Regions from separate parts of the Anas platyrhynchos genome. Here region 1 is linked to region 2. Evidence: chromatin contacts called from public Hi-C data. All regions are on one chromosome and are shown on one strand. Each heading gives the region's core, a stretch centred on a gene start, on an enhancer-like site or on the middle of the called end of the contact. The rest is flanking DNA. Distances are from core to core; before and after follow the strand shown.

Evidence for each region. Hi-C and Micro-C count contacts between places; a contact is called where the count stands out from the background.
Region 1: a Hi-C map of liver shows a contact between it and region 2, with 2.1 times the contacts expected there. The contact joins two enhancer-like sites. A contact is called at or near these places in 2 of 8 Hi-C or Micro-C datasets (liver and subcutaneous adipose tissue).

What each region holds. Positions count from the first base shown.
Region 1 is chrZ:14,692,472-14,697,628 of IASCAAS_PekinDuck_T2T, forward strand. The region is part of intron 1 of TTC33 (tetratricopeptide repeat domain 33); the gene reads right to left. Among named protein-coding and RNA genes, the nearest start is that of TTC33, 8.5 kb to the right of the region's middle. Within about 2 kb of position 2,015, at least 1 of the 8 cell types and tissues checked has an H3K27ac peak or open chromatin away from gene starts, as enhancers often do.
Region 2 is chrZ:14,656,922-14,661,566 of IASCAAS_PekinDuck_T2T, forward strand. The region is part of intron 3 of TTC33 (tetratricopeptide repeat domain 33); the gene reads right to left. Among named protein-coding and RNA genes, the nearest start is that of PTGER4, 22 kb to the left of the region's middle. Within about 2 kb of position 1,665, at least 1 of the 8 cell types and tissues checked has an H3K27ac peak or open chromatin away from gene starts, as enhancers often do.

The sequences.
Region 1 (5,157 bases), core at 765-3,264, 36 kb after region 2:
CAGCATACATACAGCATTCAAAATAACAGACTGTGTTAAATGTATGACAAAAAAAAAAGTATAACCCTACTTATGTATAATTTACAAGTAAAAAAAAACATGCCAGCATGTGCTTTCAAAGATTTTTAAATTAGCTTTTAAAGCACAGCTATGATGATTTATAAAAATTGAATGTAAAATAGTCATAATTGGTAACAATAAATAAAAATAACACAATATTTTTGTCTTTATGTTAATGTACTGTTATGTTACAGAACTTTAATTATTATTATAGAGTTTTTCTTGCTTTAAAAAAGTGAAGGAAGGCTGAAGCACATGGATATTGTATCCAGGGTTCAAAACACTTATCAACAGAAGTCTTTCTTTGTTATTTTTGTTTCTTTTTAAGTAAACAGACATCCTCTCTGCTTTTATTTTAGAAATTAATAGTATTTCTAACACATCTCTGGTGAACACAGGAGCTTTTCTCTGATCGAATTCCTCTACACAAGAAACATGATAGAAACACACTGACCCTCTACACTTCAGTCCAAGGACAGGTACCACAAGGACTACCCTTCACCTCCAGACAGGTATAAGCTGTTACACCTGATTCACCCCACACACCCTTAGGTCCCTAACACTGAGCGTTTAGGTTAAGCCTCCATCCATCCCATAGTCTCACAGGTTGCTTCCGTACTACAAAGACAGCACCGCCAAGAACCGTCGCTGGCCACTGCCACTCCAGCAGTGTTACCCAGGGGTATTTTTCAGATGGGTCCTTGGCACGGCTGTGGCCAGACAGCTCTCCCCTGCTATTTCACAGGACGAGGTGGGGTTAGAGCTGGCCACAGGCATTCCCCCAAAAGATAGTTTGTCCATGGTCACCCTCTCCAAGGTCACAAAACCATTCTGTAGAAGGACCACAGATCAGTCTGTGCTGGTGCACCCAAAAGCAGTCCTGGTGCCTTTATGGTGTAGTTATTATATACGGTTAGCAGCAAGAGGGCCCAACGAAGTGCAATTTAAGCTCCTATGTGAGCTGAATCGTGCTTTGGAGATACCTTTTTCTGCTACATTGTGAGGAGACCCTGAATAAATACAGATTCATTTCTTCATGGCCTCCCTTCAGTGCCTAAAAATAATGCAGAGTGAAGGCAGATAAACTGTGTTTTCCACATATATGTATATTAAAATATTTCCTTATGTATGTTTTTCACAAAGTCTACAGCTGTTCTACGAATATTCGATTTACAATTTACAAATAGATACCTAGATAAACGTGCACACATTCAAATATACATGGATACTACAATATAATTCAATATCCACTGGTAACAGTAACAAAAAGACATTCCCAAATTTGATCAGAGGTTTTGTACAGTTCTTGAATAATCTTTGATTCTTGTGCATGTACTCTCTAGAAAAATCTGCAAAAAATTAATAACAAAACTTCAAAACTGAACTCCTCCTTTGCCAAACAATAACCAGTTGTCGGAGTAAGAGGAAAATGGCTAAACTAAAGATAAACGGCAATTTAAACAAAAGGAACTACTTCAACATTCTGCAAATAATTTCCGCCTCAATGACAGAAGCCAACTAGATGCATCACCAGGAAGCAACAGCTCTTATCAGCAAGTGAGGGAAAACAGTGATGCTAGCAATAAAAATTAGCTTAAAGACAAAAATTGAAGTGCTATTTCAGGAAACCGATTTATAGGAAATTGTTGAACATGACAAAAAAAAAAGGGCAGAAAATGCTCTTAGCTCTGCGGAAAGGTTGAGGCCTGCAGAACAAATCCTGTGTTCTGACTAATAGGAGAGAAGCTGCAACATGTGCTTTTCCAGGAAAGTGGAGGTAAAAAGCCCATACTTGTTCAGACTTTTTTGTTTCAGCTCATGTACTCTGCACTGAAGAGCTGCAGATCACACACCCTTAGGCTCATTTTAGTATGTCATGTGTAAAGTGTCCTCAAGGAAGCTAACAGCAAAGTAGTTTATATACACAATATACACAATTGCACAATAAGTAATCATGCTAAACCCTGAAACGCAGTGATTGGGTATTTGGACTAGAAGTCGAGACAATCTTATCAAGCCCCTGTTTGCACTACACAACTTTAGAGGAATCAGCCAACCTGCTTTCTCTGTATTTTTGTATGACTGACATTACACCTAATCAAAGCAAATAATTGCTGAAATTAAGAAATTTAATTTTAGTTATGGAATACTGATACTGGTCACTCACTCTGAAAGAGGCAAGTACTGTCTGGAAGAGCTAATACCTGACGTGAAAATTACATCCGGGACTGATACCAGGAGGAGATAGCTGTTGAACAAAATGCAACCAGGTCTCCTAGACCCAGCCCCCATCGTCCTAACACAACCCACTCCTCCTAAAACACCCAGCATATTCTAACATACCCTACTTCTCCTAGGCTACTACATAATGCAATTGAGCCTCCTGAAAAGTTTCTATCAAAGAGAGCTCTTGGATTTTCTGAAAAACATATATTAACACTTTATTATGTAAATAATTCAGTGTTCTATTATCTGAGAATTGAAAGGCAAATTTTCCAGTGACCTTTGCCATGTTGGTTGCATATAAATAAATATGCCAGATAACCTGAAAGGAAGTCTATTACTTCAATGCTTTCGTAATTCATTAGTAAGCAAGTACTTATGATAAGCAATAAGGATCTAGAGCTTGAGAGATGGCCCTGTGCAAACCTCTTGAAGTTTAACAAAGCCAAGTACAAGGTCCTGCACCTGGGATGGGGCAATCCCAAGCACAAATACAGGCTTTAAACTAAAACTTTAGATAAGGCACTAGGAACTTTTTTTACTCAGAGGGTGGTGAGGCACTGTCACAGGCTGCCCAGAGAAGCTGTGGATGCCCCATCCCTGGAAGTGCTCAAGGCCAGGCTGGATGGGGCTTTGGGCAACCTGGGTTGATGGGAGGTGTGGGGCGTTGGAACTGGGTGATCTGTAAGGTCCCTTCCAACCCAAACCCTTCTGTTACTCCACAATCTAAACCTGAAAGACACTGGTAAGTTGAACACATACAAACATTTTAAAATCACGGCAAAGTTTTTTCAACTCTTCATTTGTCACTCATTTGTTTTGGAACTAGATGTTACTCTTTTGCTCCATTTGCTAAATGGAACTTTTCATAATGCTTAATCCAACAGACCACTACATTAACATGCTTTTAAAAGGTCTGTGCCTCTCATCATTTTATGCCGACACCTTACAGGTATCTAGGGAGAAAAAAAATCAGTTATAGCATATATACCTAAGGAGTGACAGACTACACATTGAAGTGATGCTGGCATATTAGTGCCAGCAAAAAAAAAAGGTTAAGTCTCAACTATGAAAATGTGGATTAAGCAGCAGATCAGAAAAGCTGGACGTGTCTTTTTTATAAAAATGGGTTAGAGAAGTAATTTGGAAAATTCTTAAAGACTAATTCCCCTAGAAGAATAAACCACTTCACGAAGATTGATCTATTGTCCGCTCTGTCTGTAGCACTTCAGCATATCCTTCTTTAATATGCCACCTCAAAAGCTAAGTGTAAAACATTATTAGTCAGATAATTTAAATCAGCAAGTGACAAAGCAACAACAATTATTTATTTCAACATTGGTAAATCTCTGTAAGCTCACACAAGACAGTTTTCCAGATGAAAGCATGACCTTCCAAAACCAGTAGCAGCTTGAGAGATGAAGATATTTTTTAACGCAATAAAGAAAATGTACCATCAGAAATAAGAGACTAGTGTTATTGTATTTTTCAGAATGAATTGAAACATTAAATGCAAATCAATAAGAACTTAAACACAATAGTGTCTACTTGTAAAAAAAAATATGAAAAACATTTTTTGCACTTAGGCTTTAATGAGAAGAACTCTACCTCCACCTAGTGGACAGCTACGAAAACGTTTATTTTTAAAAAAAACAAACAAACAAAAAAAAAGATTGCAGTTACCTACATCAATATGCAATTCAGTTATATCAGAGATGCTAGTCAGACAAAAGATCTCCTCTCCTCTCTGTTAGTTTTTAATACATCTTATGTTTGAGGCCATTCCATTATTTAATCTCATCTGAACCCATTCTTAGGCTTGTGTCCACAGGGCATGGTACCTACCATTCAAAATACACTGCAACTGTAAACTGCTGTTTTCAATATCCTGAAGCTGAGCAGAAATGTTTATTCTTTTGTGTAGTGCTGGATTTAAAAAAAAAAAAAAAAAGGACAATCAGAAAAAAAAAAAAACTTTTTTTTTTTTTATTCCAGTGCATGGGGATACATCCATGCTAGTATCTCAGTTTAAACAATCTGCCAGCATTGTAAGTTTCCTATAAGCAAAAGTAATTTCTTATCTAAAATATCTTCCATTCTTTCAACCAATAGACTGCTTCTCAAAAGACTCCTTCCCACATATGTAAAGAGCAGACAAACGAAACACTTCTTCCATATATCTGACTTTTCACGCTACCAGAGAAAAAAAGAAAAGATTAGTGACTACTGATCGTAACAACCTACCAATCAAAACCCTAGCTCAGAATTTCCTAACCCATGTCCCCCACAATATGTTAGACCCACTGGGATAATCAACCTTATTCTACAGCTGTTCCCAGTATCTCCCCTTCTTCCTTCCCAGTCCTCAGAAGACTGAAGTGTGGATCAGAAACTGTTTCCTTCAGCACCACTTTTGCTCTGACTCCAGACATAAGAGGTTTACTGCACATGCATGACACGAGGTACATACAAACACTCCACAAGCAACTGGCATAAAAGCTGAAAACCCATTTTTCTGGTGCCTGCAGCCCCATACGATTCACCAGTGCCACTCCTGAGCTTAACAATGGGCAAAGAGCAGGCTGTATGAATTTTTCTAGTGGCCCCACTATTCCTTGCTCCCCCCAGAAACACTGAGACTCACTTTACAAGCACAAATCAGTCAGTTTCATCTCACTTACCCGAAGAGAGGTACTTACCACAAATGAAAACAGGAACATTTGTGGGGAAATAATACCATCACTGCTGTGATGCTCCCTTACCAGAACAAGCTACCTGACCTAACCAAACACAGAAGTGGTAAACACTGTTCTGTGTAAGTAACAGTGAATCCACTTAAAAAAATCACCCTTCATCATATTAATTTTGCCATGC
Region 2 (4,645 bases), core at 415-2,914:
AACACAATACTGAAAAATGCCAAATTGTTATTTACGTAAAATCTCATGTTGCCATTGTAATTGCTTCTACAGTCATTAATTTCTATTAAGACAAAAGAACTGAAAATAACAGGAAGACAAAAATCCATAAGTATACCCCAAACTGCCACAGGTGGCAGTTAATCTATCCATCCATCTAGAATATGCCAGATAAAATGTACAAAAGTGATTTATATTCCTATTTCTCATCTTGTTTATAACTCTAATCATGACAAACAGCTGCTGAAAGCAAACTGAGATGTATCTTACTTTAATCTTGTACTGAAGTCGTTCACCCATTCACTTGGGTCAATTCAGGAAGTGCTACTTTCAGATCTCCTGCTGATGGAGATGTAAATCTCTTACTCCAATTATGGCCTTATGGGAAAATGTGATGGTGCTACATAAACTTGATTTTTTTGGTTTCAATTTAATGGGCAGCTGTGGTCTCAGAGACCTTGCATCTAAGGATGTCGTGATTTTAACTCAGTAGAGGTTCATGCATTTGTTTTGGTTCTTTGAAGAAGAGTGCTATAAAATCTACTGCATGACGTTCTAGCTTGCTGAGTTAAGAATCTGAAGAATTCGTATTTTTTAAATATTTGCCATTTTGTCATACTATTGGGTTTTCTACTGCAAACAATCATCCTGTTATTCATCTCATGAGCAGAATCTCTCTTGCTGGTATGCAGAGTCTTTAAATGTAAAATGCAGTTTTTATCTGACTACAGTTATTAGTAACATGCTTTTATATCACACGGACCTAGTAATTGCTGCTACACAGTGACCTTTCCCCTTTAAAAAAAAGTAAGAAAGCATAATCTCAAAAGATTATGCAGTTCACACGTGTCCCCAGGGCTTAGAGTAGGTTTTTATGTTACATCTGACAGAAGTCTAGCTGACCTATTTTAAAAGTTGTCCAACAATGGAGGTGAATATACATCTATAAGTAATCTTTTTCCATTTTTGATGATCCTTACAGAAGGATTTTTTTCCAACATATTTTATTGCAATTTAAGCCTGTTATTTCTTGTACTATTCACAGTTAACATAACTCATTTTTGCAGAAACCTTTAGTATATTTGAAGACACGGTCCAAATTCCTCTTTATATTTCTCGTCTTTTAACCCAAAGGAGTCAAATTCTTCCAGATAATTTCACTCTAGTTTAATTATTTTTTATGACATAATCTGTATAGCAAATGCTTTTATTTTAATTTAAAATAGGCTAAAATTTCCTATACAAGATTTCTGTTCTGATTATTTCTTCTTTCCAATAGACATTTTTTCACTGAAAATTTCTTTCCAACAAAAATAATTCTTCTGTATTCAAGAATGAGATGAACACCTTATGTTTTGCCATTCTTAAATTTATAAATCCATTTTATTCGGAAGGTACAGTGGTTTCATGTGGAGAAATGACATGAAATACAGTAGGAAATTTTCCAGATGTGGAAGATTTTTGCATTAAACACACTGGAATTTGGCCACGCTGTACACCTGTAAAAATCGTTCTCATTTGCCAGACGTCTGAGACAACAGCACTTTAGTTCTCCCACGCTGAACTTCTCCACTGCAGAGTATTCATACGGAGTGGATTAGGATGCATCATCCCCAGGGGTGACTCAGCATACATCCACCCTGGGCCACAGCATCTGAGGGCTGACACAAAAGGCCACAGGACGTGAGCCTGACATGCGTGACCCTGGAGCCACAAGAATACAGCAAGTACACAACGGCCTCTGGCAATTAGTAGAAAAATTTTCCTCAGTTTCTTCGGCCCTGAGCCCATGTCTCTATACAGACTTGAGTTACAGAAAGTTTGTCAGTCACAGCATCCACTTCAAGCTTCTCTTCAGTGTGCATGTTCACTCCGCATCTGACAGTGGCTCAGGTATGTCTGTCCTCTTCTACTTTCTTTGGCTGTCACCAATCACCTCCTTATTTTCCATGTGCCTTTGCACAGTTTCCATAAGGATCTGCTCCACAATCTTGCTGGGCACAGAGGAAAGACTGACTGGCCTTTAGTTCCCTAGGTTTTCCTTTTTTTCTTTAAAAGTGGGGGTTATGTTTCCCCTCTTCCAGCTAGCGGGAACTTTACTGGACTGCCACGACTTCTCCAGTATGGCAGACAGTGGCTTAGCATCTATATTTACCAGTTAGTTCAGGACCGTGGATGCATCTCATCAGGTCCCATGGACACCTGAACACCTTTAGGTTCCTTCACTGGTCTCAGACATGATCTCCTACAGTGGTCAGCTCTTCATTCTCACGGTCCCTGCCTTTGCTTTCTGGAGCTTGGGCTAAAAGGCTGGAGCTCTTGCTTGTGAAGGCTGAGGCAAAAAAATCATTGAGTACCTCAGCATTCTCCATACCCTGGGGAAACTCATTTCTTCCCAGCCTCCTTTCTTCACAATCCTTATCACCTCTCTGCCTCTCTGCCTTATTATCCCTCAGTGAGTATCCTCAGAAGACACTGCAGCAAGCTCTGTACAAGTAATTGTTTTAGGCTGGCTCTGCCTTAGAGATCTGTACAGTATGCTCTACTGCATACATAAGCATAATCCAGGTTGATCAAGGGAATAAAATACTATCTCATCAATAGAACTCAGAATATTTGACTTCTCTATTAGCAAATTATATGGATAAAATTGCTACGTGAACATGTTCTAAAGAATGCCTATAAATATGCTGGAATAAATCTGCTGAAAGAACACTTAAGCTTATGGAAATTTCCTTGCTCTTCTGCTTTACTTCCTGAAAATAAAAATAATCTCTGAGTAGATGACATTTTCATGCATTAAAATTACACATATATTTGATGGTATACTAAGATATATTTATGACTTCCAACAGTGTTAAAAAAATAAAAATAATTTAAATAAAAATATAAATAAAAAATAATTTAAAAATAATAATAATAATTAAAAAAAACAAATAAATAAAATAAATAAAAATAAATAAATACACCATAGGAGCTGGGGACTACGGAACAGGCATAGGACCTGTTGGGAACCTTCCATTACTAAGCGGTATCTATTCCTGACTAGGACCGCTCAAAGCTGCTGAAAAGAATTTAACTCCTTTTATTTGACTAAGCATTTTATTTTCTCTCAAATTTTAGTTTAATACCTCCCAGATACTATGTGCTAGAATGTGTATGTGCCTGGCATGTAGTTTAGGATGGAGTCAGCAGGACCAAAACAAGCCCTGTGATTTTTTATTTTAAATCAATGTCTTTTATCAAACCTTGATAAGGAAGGCAGAACAAGGCCAACTCCTGTTCTTATCCCCGTCATCAGAGTGGTTTCAAAGAGTGTTTATCAATACAGTGATAGGCACTTTATAAATATATATATATATAAATAAATAACAGAGCTTTTGTTTCACACTTCAAATGGAGTAACAAGAAATTCTAAGCCAAAATTATAAACCAAATAACTATTTTTAAAATTTAATTGGATCTTTTTATTTTCATTTATGCACATAAGAATAGCAAGTGCTGACCATATTAGTATAATAGAGTTAAATATTCCATCAATGTGCATAAATAGTTGACTACAAAAATCATCCACTCATTATGTTGGGCTTGGAAGGAAGATCATCAGAGCAGTGCAATTAAATATTTTAATCCCATGTAAGTCTATAAAAATAAGATCTGAGTTGTTTATTCCCTCAGTGTGGCAGGAACACAATCTGAAGTACAGGCTTTTTTTGCGTTTCAGTGGAAGACCAACCATCAGTTTATGAAGGCTACACATAAATGCCATGATGTTCTGTTAATGTTCCTTTTGATTCCCAAACAGATTCCAATAAAAATATAATAATTCCTCTTTGCATAACTGCGATCACTACACATAAAGACCTCAACACTATTTATTTCAGGAAAAATTAAAGGAAAAGTCTGATTTGAAGATTCATATTGTCAAGAGCTGATTTCTTTTACAGAATGCAGTTTCACTCTTACACAACCACCTACTTAGTAGTAACACAGCAAACTGCATTCTTCTAAACATCAAGCAGCAAGCATCCACAGTTGGTTCATATTTACACATCTTCGCAATCCTGAATATCCTAGCTTTGAAAACGAGGGCTCAGCTCACAATGGGGTAAACTTATGTCACAGAATGGTTGCAGCTGGCAGTGACCTTGGGAGTCACCGGGTCCAACACCCTGCTCAAGCAGGGACACCCAGAACTGGTTGCTGCAGACCATGTCCAGATAGCTTCTGAATATCTCCAAGGTGGGAGGCTCAGCTGCTTTTAACTGGTCATTCCTTAATGCTGCCTTTGTTGTTTTTTGTCATTTGTTTGGTGGATTTTTGTTCTTCCCTCTCTTTTTTTTTTTTTTTTTTTCAAATGAAAGCATGGGTCTCACTTTCTCTAATGGGAAGAATTGTTCTAATGAAGATATGAAGAAATTGCTACTGTTTAGACTGTCATCACCCATACAGTAAAACTCCCTTTTAGAAGCAAACATTTACAATTAGAGAAATATTGCAAGCTTGATTATACATTTCTGCAGTTTCTATATTCATGTTGCAGTTTACTCATAAGTGTGCTTTTACAAACTGGTTTCTAGAATTTAAGAAATTACTACATCTTACTTGAGTTGCAGAAATTAAGTTC